Regions from separate parts of the Mus musculus genome. Here regions 1 and 2 are each linked to region 3. Evidence: chromatin contacts called from public HiChIP or PLAC-seq and promoter capture Hi-C data. All regions are on one chromosome and are shown on one strand. Each heading gives the region's core, a stretch centred on a gene start, on an enhancer-like site or on the middle of the called end of the contact. The rest is flanking DNA. Distances are from core to core; before and after follow the strand shown.

Region 1 (3,050 bases), core at 397-2,896, 100 kb after region 3:
TAGTTACAGGCAGTTGTAAGCTGCTAGATGTGGATGCTGGGAACCGAACCCAGATCTTCCACAGAGCAACAGGCTCTCTTAGCCAGCTCTCGTGTTGTTTTTATAATCCCAAGTGCATACATACAGTGTGATTTGCTGCTTACTGTCATTTCAAATGCCTTTCTCGCGGTTCTTTCTCTGAATGTCAGCCTTGATTGCCCACAGCTACTACAATTATGTATCACCCAGTTACTGCAAGTGGTTCATTGAGCCAGTTCTTGCTTTCCTTGTAATAGTTCCATGGGTTTATTATTTGTTTTACATTTTATTCACCTGTTCTGTTTATGTGTGAGTGTGTTAGTTTGTGTGAGCGCCCATGCATGCACACATGTTGACTGACCTGTGTTGACGTACCATATGGAGATCCAAGGACACTTTTTACTAGTTTCACTGAGGTATTCATACTTGGTGGCAATCATCTTTACTCACAGAGCCTTCCTTCCAACCCCCTAGTAGAACTGTTTTTAGTGTAAGGTTTTCGCTCTGTATTTTATTACATGTATGTGTAATTGTGTACTGTACTTACACAAGCTTCCTTATTTTAGGGTGTATAATGTCAAACTTATTCACTAGATCAATAATTGTTTTTGCTATTTGATACTAGGGTTTGTTTGGTTTGGTTTGGTTTGGTTTTGGTTTTTCGAGACAGGGTTTCTCTGTATAGTCTTGGCTGTCTTGGAACTCACTTTGTAGTCCAGGCTGGCCTTGAACTCAGAAATCTGCCTGCCTCTGCCTCCCAAGTGCTGGGATTAAAGGCGTGCACCACCACGCCCAGCTGTTTTTTGTTTTTCTTAAGACAGGGTTTCTCTCTGCATCCCTGGCTGTCCTGGACCTCACTAAAATCCATATAGAGTTAAGGGCTGCATTAAGGGCTGAGCAACTCTCCTAGGCTGGAGTTTAGTTTTGAATCTCGCTTCAGGGCTTTGAATCCCAGGCCTGAAAGTTTTAAAAAACAATGCCCAGCAATTGCTACCCGAGGATGTATTGCTGTATGGATATCTTGAGAGAGCTTCTCTGCAGTTAAGTCACCTAGCCCTGCTCTTCACTGATTGTTTAATCAGCTTTCACTGTCTATAGGACGGCTGTATCCCAAGCTGATGTGCTTGGGCCTGCACTACTTTTGCAGATAAAATACCCAGGGGTTTGGAGCAGGGGCCTCATTGCTACTGAGCCCGTGCTGAGTCTTCGTCGTGCCAGCAACTTGTGGTTTTGAAGGTTTGATTCATTTCTTCTGCCCTCGTGTCCATGGTTGGCAGCACACCAAAAGACTACTAGATTTGGCCCGAAAAGCTCATTTAGCAGTGTTCCAAGAAGAGTGGAATAAGCAGTGTGTTGTGGTCATAAAAAAGCCTCCTAAACTATGTGCTGATCTCTACAGGTTCCCCGATTATATAACATCAATGTTTAGTGAGATGCTTGCCGTGAGAATTAAGGCAACTCACAATCCTGTTTTGATTTGTCACAGAGCCCAGGCTGCTGAGGACCTCTCCCAACCGTTCCTGATGGTCATCCTGCCCCCTCCTCCCCAGGGCTGAGATTACAGGCATAGGCCAAGGAACACCTGTGGTTTATGGGGATTGAATCCAGGCTATCGAGCACATTAGGCATGCAATCGCTCCACCAAGTGGGCTACATTCCTAACTGCCTCTCCTCTCCTCCACACTGCCAACCCCGCTTCACTTGCGGCCCAAGCTGTTCTCAAACTTAAGTGATTCAGAGCATAACGCTAAAGAATATATTTTCTTTATGTTCCTGTAATTAAACTGACATTGTTTTACAAAGACATTTTAGGGTAATTATGTGTAGTAATTATACAAATCAAGGCATGAGGTCCATGTGGTCCATGTGTTAAGACACATATCACCCCCATCCCATCCTTTTTTTTTTTTTTTTTTTTTTTTTTGGTTTTTCAAGACAGGGTTTCTCTGTATAGCCCTGGCTGTCCTGGAACTCACTCTGTAGACCAGGCTGGCCTCGAACTCAGAAATCTGCCTGCCTCTGCCTCCCAAGTGCTGGGATTAAAGGTGTGCGCCACCATGCCTGGCTACCCCATCCCATCCTTAAAACATACTGTGCATATTTATCCGTGAGGTATATTACATGTGTATGGGCATTTTGCTTCCATGCATGTCTGTATCACATTGTGAGCCAGCATGTAGATGCTGGGAATCAAACCTGGGTTCTCTGGAAGAGCAGTTCTCTTAACTGCTGAGAAGGCTCTCCAGCCCATATTTATAGGTCTTATAAAGATGGTGTGTGTTGCTATCTCATCCAAATAATGCCAGATGCGGCAGTTTGCCCCTGCACTCCCAGCATCATGTGTCGTCCAGAAGTTTGAGTAGTGCCTGTGAACACAGCATCTGGGTGAGCACTAGACATCCGAGGAGTGGTCCTGTGGTCATCCTTTCTTCCTTGCCTTTGTCCTTTGTATTCATCGGTGGGGCTGCAGGTCGGGAGGAAGTTTCTCTGCTATCTGAATCGGTAGACATGCCCGAGGATGTAGAACCTGCACCGTGGAAAGGGACCGGGCAGTGGGAGACGGGGAAAAGTGAGTGACGGTGGTAGATGGTCCCTGTAATTTTGGACCATCTGGGTAGAGTGACAAGAGAGTCAAGACCAATACGCCATACATTATATTATTTAATAAAAACAAAAAAAAAACTTTTCAATTTGTTTTTGAGATTTGTTTACTCTGACTTTGTTTTGTCCCTTTTAGCCCTGGCTGTCCTGGACTCATTTTTGTAGAGCAGGCTGGCCTCAAACTCACAGTTCCACCTGCCCCAGTCTCCCTAATGCTGGGATTAAAGGCATATGCCCAGCTTCTTTACTTGGGTCTTTGTTCTTTGTGTTTGAAGACAGGGTCTCACAATGTAACCCTGGCTGTCCTTGAACTCGTGGTGTAGATTCATCTGACTCTGCCTCCTGAGTGCTGGGATTCAAGGCCTGCACCATTATGCCTGGCTTGATGCTAGGTTTAAATTTATCAAGGACAACATAAACAAAACTACAAA
Region 2 (2,779 bases), core at 98-2,597, 100 kb before region 3:
TCTCTTTGAATTTATATTACAATGTTTGATTTTATTTTCTATTTTCAGAAAAACAAGCAAACAAACAAACATTATGCTGGGCAGTGGTGGCGCATGCCTTTAATCCCAGCACTTGGGAGGCAGAGGCAGGCGGATTTCTGAGTTCGAGGCCAGCCTGGTCTACAGAGTGAGTTCCAGGGCAGCCAGGGCTACACAGAAAAACCAAAATAAATAAATAAATAAATAAATAAATAAATAAATAAATAAATATGTGTGAGTGTTTTGCCTGCATGTATGTCTGTGCACCACATGTGCACATTGCCCCCAGCAGCCATAAATTTCCTGGGTTACAAAGGATTTGTGAACCACCATATGGTTTCTGGGAATTGAACTCAGGACCTCTGGAAGAGCAGCCGGTGCTCTTAACCACTGAGCCACCTCTCCAGCCCCTAAAATGTTTGACTTTTAAAATTACTCTTTGAGTTTTAGCTACATGACTCGGCGGCTAAGGGCACCTTCTGACAAGACAAATATGTGGAGTTCAGCACCTCAGTCCACATAATGGAAGGAGAGATCAGACTCCTGAAAATGATGCTCTGAGCTCTACATGTACACTGTGGTATTTGTTTGTGCATACATAAACATTGATTAATTAATTAATTAATTAAAATATAATAAAAATTGTTTCAGGACTCTAAAGCCCTTTTCTGTTCTCTACAGGCATGGCCCATACATGATATACAGATAAACATGCAGGCAAAACCACTTATACTCATAAAAATAAATGGAAAAATTGGCAGGCTCCTAAGAAGGAAGGTCCAGGGCATCAGAGATAAAGAAGATAGAACATTAGTCTTGCATAAGCTATGTCCTATGCCAAGCAAGCTTAATTAAAAAGTATATAACCTTATATACTAGTTCAAGAGGTAGGGGATAGGACAAAGTCAACGGAAACTGTCATACAATGGGGTGAAGTCATCGGGGAGCTAAAGAGACATAGGGTGAACATGGGTTCTCTCCAGAGCATCAGAGACAGAGCACACAGTAACCTAGGGATTGACAACTGTAGCCTGTACAGTGGGAAGAGTTGGGTCCTTGGGATCTGAAGCCACAGCTCCCCCAAGGCCCTTACCAGCTCCAGGCTATTACCAGCTCTGCCAACCATATTCCAGGTTTTAGAGAAGGAGCTGTGTTCTATATAGCAGAGGCTCCACATATCAGAGCCTCAGGGAGAGCCTTAGATCAGTCTAGCCTTCAACAACAACAGCAGCAGCAGCAAAAGCAATTGTTTTTAGTTGCTGTTTGAGGAGCTGGGTGTGGTGGCTCACAGCTACAACCGAAGCACCAGGAGACAGAGGTCAGAAGACTGAAAGTCTAAGTCCCTCCCACCAGGCCCAAGTACCAAGTTCCAGGCCAAACAGAGTTAGGTAGGAAGAGCCTGTTTTTTTTTTTTTTTTTTTTTTTGAGACAGGGTTTCTCTGTACAGCCCTGGCTGTCCTGGAACTCACTTTGTAGACCAGGCTGGCCTCGAACTCAGAAATCCACCTGCCTCTGCCTCCCGAGTGCTGGGATTAAAGGCGTGCGCCACCACGCCCGGCTGTTTTGTTTTTTTAAAACAGAGGATATGGCTCAGTTGGTAGAATGCTTGCCTAACATTCATGGAGCTGGGGTTCAATCCCCAGCTCTGCATAAAAGGTTTGCATTATGGAAAGCCTGTAATACCAAGACTTGGGCGAGGAAAGGAACTAAGAGCAGAGTTCAAGGTCAGCCTGGAATAAGAGACCCAGTCTCAAAAAAAAAGTATGACTTTAAGATCTACTAAAGGCTAGGTAGCAGATGCCTATCTAACCAGCCACTTCTGCTGTTGCTAATGGTACAAGGAAACTTCCTCATGCCTGAGTTGACTGCATAGTCTGTTATGTTCTGTGTTTTGCTGTTCCTGGAAGCCAATCACAATCTTCATTTTCCAGACATTACACTATATGCCAAGTCCATTCTGGCCATGCAAATCCCTCTGCCACATGTAAATAAATGAAGTTATTAAAAGAAATTCATGGGACTAAGCCATGGTGGTACATGCTATAATTGTAATACAAGGAGCCTGAATTTTAAGGCCACCATCATCTACATAGGAAACTCAATGCCAGCCTCAGCTAAATGAAACCCTATCACAAAGCAAACAAACAGCCGGGGCCTAGCAAACACATAAGTAGATGCTCACAGTCAGCTATTGGATGGATCACAGGGCCCCCAATGGAGGAGCTAGAGAAAGTACCCAAGGAGCTAAAGGGATCTGAAACCCTGTAGGTGCAACAACATTATGAACTAGCCAGTACCCCGGAGCTCTTGACTCTAGCTGCATATGTATCAAAAGATGGCCTAGTCGGCCATCACTGGAAAGAGAGGCCCATTAAACACGCAAACTTTATATGCCCCAGTACAGGGGACCGCCAGGGCCAAAAAGTGGGAGTTGGTGGGTAGGGGAGTGGGGGGGAGGGTATGGGGGACTTTTGGGATAGCTTTGGAAATGTAATTGAGGAAAATACGTAATAAAAAAATATATAATAAAAAAAGCAAACAAACAAACAACAATAAATAAACAAATAAGCAAAGTCCACCTTACTTCTTTTTTGAAACAGCACAGCTGCAGAAGCCAGCGTGGCGTGGCCACACAAGGGGAACTCGGCCTCTGGGGTAAACCACCTCAGCCCAAAACGGGAACCTTACAAGGAGAAAAGGTTAAAGAAAAGCAAGGTCAAACCACACAGTCAGGTTAGAACACTTCAGCATCTTCTCCCCT
Region 3 (2,827 bases), core at 133-2,632:
CATTAATCAGCCTGTGTGGCTTTTTCTTGGGCCTCCAGGGCCCACTCCTACCTCCTAACCACACAAGGTTAGCCTGGTCTACAAAATGAGACCCTGTATAAAACAACAGCAACAAAACAAACACTTGGGAAGTGGAAAAAAAGAGGATCAGAGATCAGAAGGTCAAAGCCGTCCTGGGCTGGCTACACATCTCAGCTCGAGGCTAGCCTGGGCTACCTCAAAAACTGGAAAATACCAAAAAGGGCTTCTACCACAGTCGAAAGCAATTAGGAAGTACAACTAAAGAGAGCTAGTCCTGTCCATTTTCCAGATAACTGATATACTGGGCATGCCAAAGTTCAGTGGCATAGCACCTGCTGTGCTGGGCATGACAATGTTCAGTGGCACAGCACCTGCTTGCTGTACCTGGTCCGCCCAACTACTGCTTGAAGGAAAAAAGAGGGACGCGGGAAGCAGCATGAAAGGTTCACTGCAATTGCTGCCAGGAGCTGCCAATCATACTAATCTTTATGGCATTAGAGGGCTTGGACCTACTGTATACCGGGTGTAACACCTCCAGGAGCTCTTAAAAGATATATTGAAGGGATGGCACGAGCGCCAGGAGATGCCTCTAAACTCAGGCACTTGCATATGTACACTTAAGTAAATTTAAAAATAAATAAAAGCCGGGCGTGGTGGCGCACGCCTTTGATCCCAGCACTCCGGAGGCAGAGGCCGGCGGATTTCTGAGTTCGAGGCCAGCCTGGTCTACAAAGTGAGTTCAAGGACAGCCAGGGCTACACAGAGAAACCCTGTCTCAAAAAACCAAAAAAGAGAAAGAAAGAGAGAGAGAGAGAGAGAGAGAGAGAGAGAGAGAGAGAGAGAGAGAGAGAAAGAAAGAAAGAAAGAAAGAAAGAAAGAAAGAAAGAAAGAAAGAAAGAACGAACGAACACTGGGTCGTCTGACTAAAGGCGATTCCTGGCAAGCCTTCAGCCCGGAGTTTGACCCCGACGTCCCACGTGAAAGAAAATAACTAGCACGGGTGCTCCTCCGACCGCCACAAGCGGGTCTTCCGCACATGCAAATAAGACAAAATCAAATCCAAAGTATCAATGACAGGGGTGGGCTGACGTGTGAAAAAGCAGCGGGCTACACCAGCAAGCTCAGGTCCCAATTAAGACTGGCCGACGATCACCCTCCAGCTAACACCCGGGAAAACCGCGCAGGTCCCGCTCGCGCCCGCCGCCCTCCCGCAGGCTCACAGCTCCACCCGCGGCACGGCCTCCGCTCCGCCGTCCTCTTCCAGCAGCAGCAGGTCCAGCTCGTCCAGCGGCTCCATTCCTGCCGAAGCCCGCCGGGAGAGCGGGCAGCCGTAACTCGCGGCGCTAGAGAAGCGCCAGCTCGCTGCGCATGCGCAGCAGGCGCCCCGCGCGCCAGCGGCTCCCGCGCTCTCCGCGCCGGGAAGCACAGCGCCGGACCGGAGGCGCTTTTCCGCCGTCTCCACTCCAGGACCGGATGCCTGCATGAACCTGCTGGGCTGCCGCGCAACTGCACGCGTCTCATAGCAATCCCCCGTCTCGGGCTTTTCAGAGCAGGAGAGCGGGAGATGCAGCTGAATTTCCACTACGAACCTGTCTTGTTGCAGGGATCTGATGCCTCCCACCCTCTGGCCTGGAAAGGCATCCTCATGCACATAGTGCATAGTACTCACAAACACACACACAAACAAAATAAATTTTTTAAAAAGTAAATCTAAGCCGGGCGTGGTGGCGCGCGCCTTTAATCCAAACACTTCAGAGGCAGAGGCAGGCGGATTTCTGAGTTCGAGGCCAGCCTTGGTCTACAGAGTGAGTTCCAGGACAGCCAGGGCTACACAGAGAAACCCTGTCTCAAAAAAACAAACAAACAAACAAAAAAAACCAAGCCATCAAAACAAGGATAAAAAATTACTTTTAATATCATATGGATTCTATAACAGACATAGAAGGCAATTTCTTATTTTAGAAAATATCTTCAGTTCTCTTTATTGATAATATAATTGCGATATTTATTTTATAGATTTAAATTACCTTAAGATTGAATGGAATAATTAGCTACAATGTAGTCCAGAAATTAAAATATACAAAAGAGTTTTATAAACAGACTTATCCCCACTCCTGGTACATTTACAAATCACATGATACATTTTTATTTTTAAAGTAAAGATTATAAAAATGAAACTAATTCATCCAATTTTTTCCAAGATGTGACAAGAAATATTTATATACATGAAAAAATGCAGAAATAACATTTGCAGCTTAATTTTAATGTTTTAAAAATCACATCAGTTCTACAAATAACTACCTCTAGAGAAGGCTTGATGCTTCTACTCCATGGGTCATGCTTACAACAAAAAGTGTTCTAAACACAATGATCAGAATTCTTATATTCTAAACAACCTTTTTAAAATGTAACAATCAAAATGTGGTTTATATTTACGCTTCGGACTATGACACACTAAAATTACATTACATGGAAGAACTTATATCTTGACATAATACCTCAGAAACATTGCTTCATCTAAATTGATGGTCCATTTACATTTCCTAGTACATACCAAGTTATTTTAGACAAGCATCTACAATGCTACTCTCCTTTTAAGGGCAAAGATATTTAATCTTTATCATAACTGCCTCTGGGAAACGCAGTGGCATGATAATCAAAGTTCATGGTAATAGCATTTGAACAAGACCTGGGACTTTCTTCATTTGTTGACAATCTCCTTTCAAATACAACAGTAATTTTATTGAGAAGGAAGGACAACTGGGGATATACCTCAGTGTACAGCTGACTTTCTGATGGGATCTCA

The links. Promoter capture Hi-C pulls out the DNA fragments that hold promoters and counts their contacts. HiChIP or PLAC-seq counts read pairs in DNA pulled down with a chosen protein or histone mark.
Region 1: a contact with region 3 is called in an H3K27ac HiChIP or PLAC-seq map of embryonic stem cells, with 7 read pairs. The contact joins the enhancer-like site here to the promoter of Dna2 in region 3. A contact is called at or near these places in 6 of 39 promoter capture datasets (the 3T3-L1 cell line, the HPC-7 cell line, cranial neural crest and 3 more), 2 of 484 Hi-C or Micro-C datasets (cerebellum and cerebral cortex), 4 of 115 datasets of contacts at active chromatin or transcription factors (cardiomyocytes, embryonic forebrain and embryonic stem cells) and 3 of 9 other capture datasets (adipose tissue, embryonic tail and pancreatic islet).
Region 2: a contact with region 3 is called in a promoter capture Hi-C map of liver. The contact joins the enhancer-like site here to the promoter of Dna2 in region 3. A contact is called at or near these places in 9 of 39 promoter capture datasets (the 3T3-L1 cell line, 3T3-L1-derived adipocytes, embryonic stem cells and 5 more), 2 of 484 Hi-C or Micro-C datasets (the C2C12 cell line and cortical neurons), 1 of 115 datasets of contacts at active chromatin or transcription factors (embryonic stem cells) and 3 of 9 other capture datasets (adipose tissue, liver and pancreatic islet).

The regions. Positions count from the first base shown.
Region 1 is chr10:62,845,752-62,848,801 of GRCm38.p6, reverse strand. All of the region lies in intron 3 of Tet1 (tet methylcytosine dioxygenase 1), which reads left to right. Among named protein-coding and RNA genes, the nearest start is that of Gm51805, 18 kb to the left of the region's middle. Within about 2 kb of position 1,646, at least 38 of the 459 cell types and tissues checked have an H3K27ac peak or open chromatin away from gene starts, as enhancers often do. A contact at or near this core is called in cerebellum, cerebral cortex and embryonic stem cells, where this site is marked.
Region 2 is chr10:63,047,864-63,050,642 of GRCm38.p6, reverse strand. Pbld2 (phenazine biosynthesis-like protein domain containing 2) reads right to left here. Exons shown (of 10, transcript NM_026085.2): 4 at 2,603-2,701. Among named protein-coding and RNA genes, the nearest start is that of Gm16143, 8.2 kb to the left of the region's middle. Within about 2 kb of position 1,347, at least 14 of the 459 cell types and tissues checked have an H3K27ac peak or open chromatin away from gene starts, as enhancers often do. A contact at or near this core is called in embryonic stem cells and liver, where this site is marked.
Region 3 is chr10:62,945,584-62,948,410 of GRCm38.p6, reverse strand. It overlaps Dna2 (DNA replication helicase/nuclease 2), which reads right to left and starts at 1,382. Exons shown (of 21, transcript NM_177372.3): 1 at 1,242-1,382. The coding sequence starts at 1,318. Slc25a16 (solute carrier family 25 (mitochondrial carrier, Graves disease autoantigen), member 16) reads right to left here. Exons shown (of 9, transcript NM_175194.2): 9 at 1,917-2,827.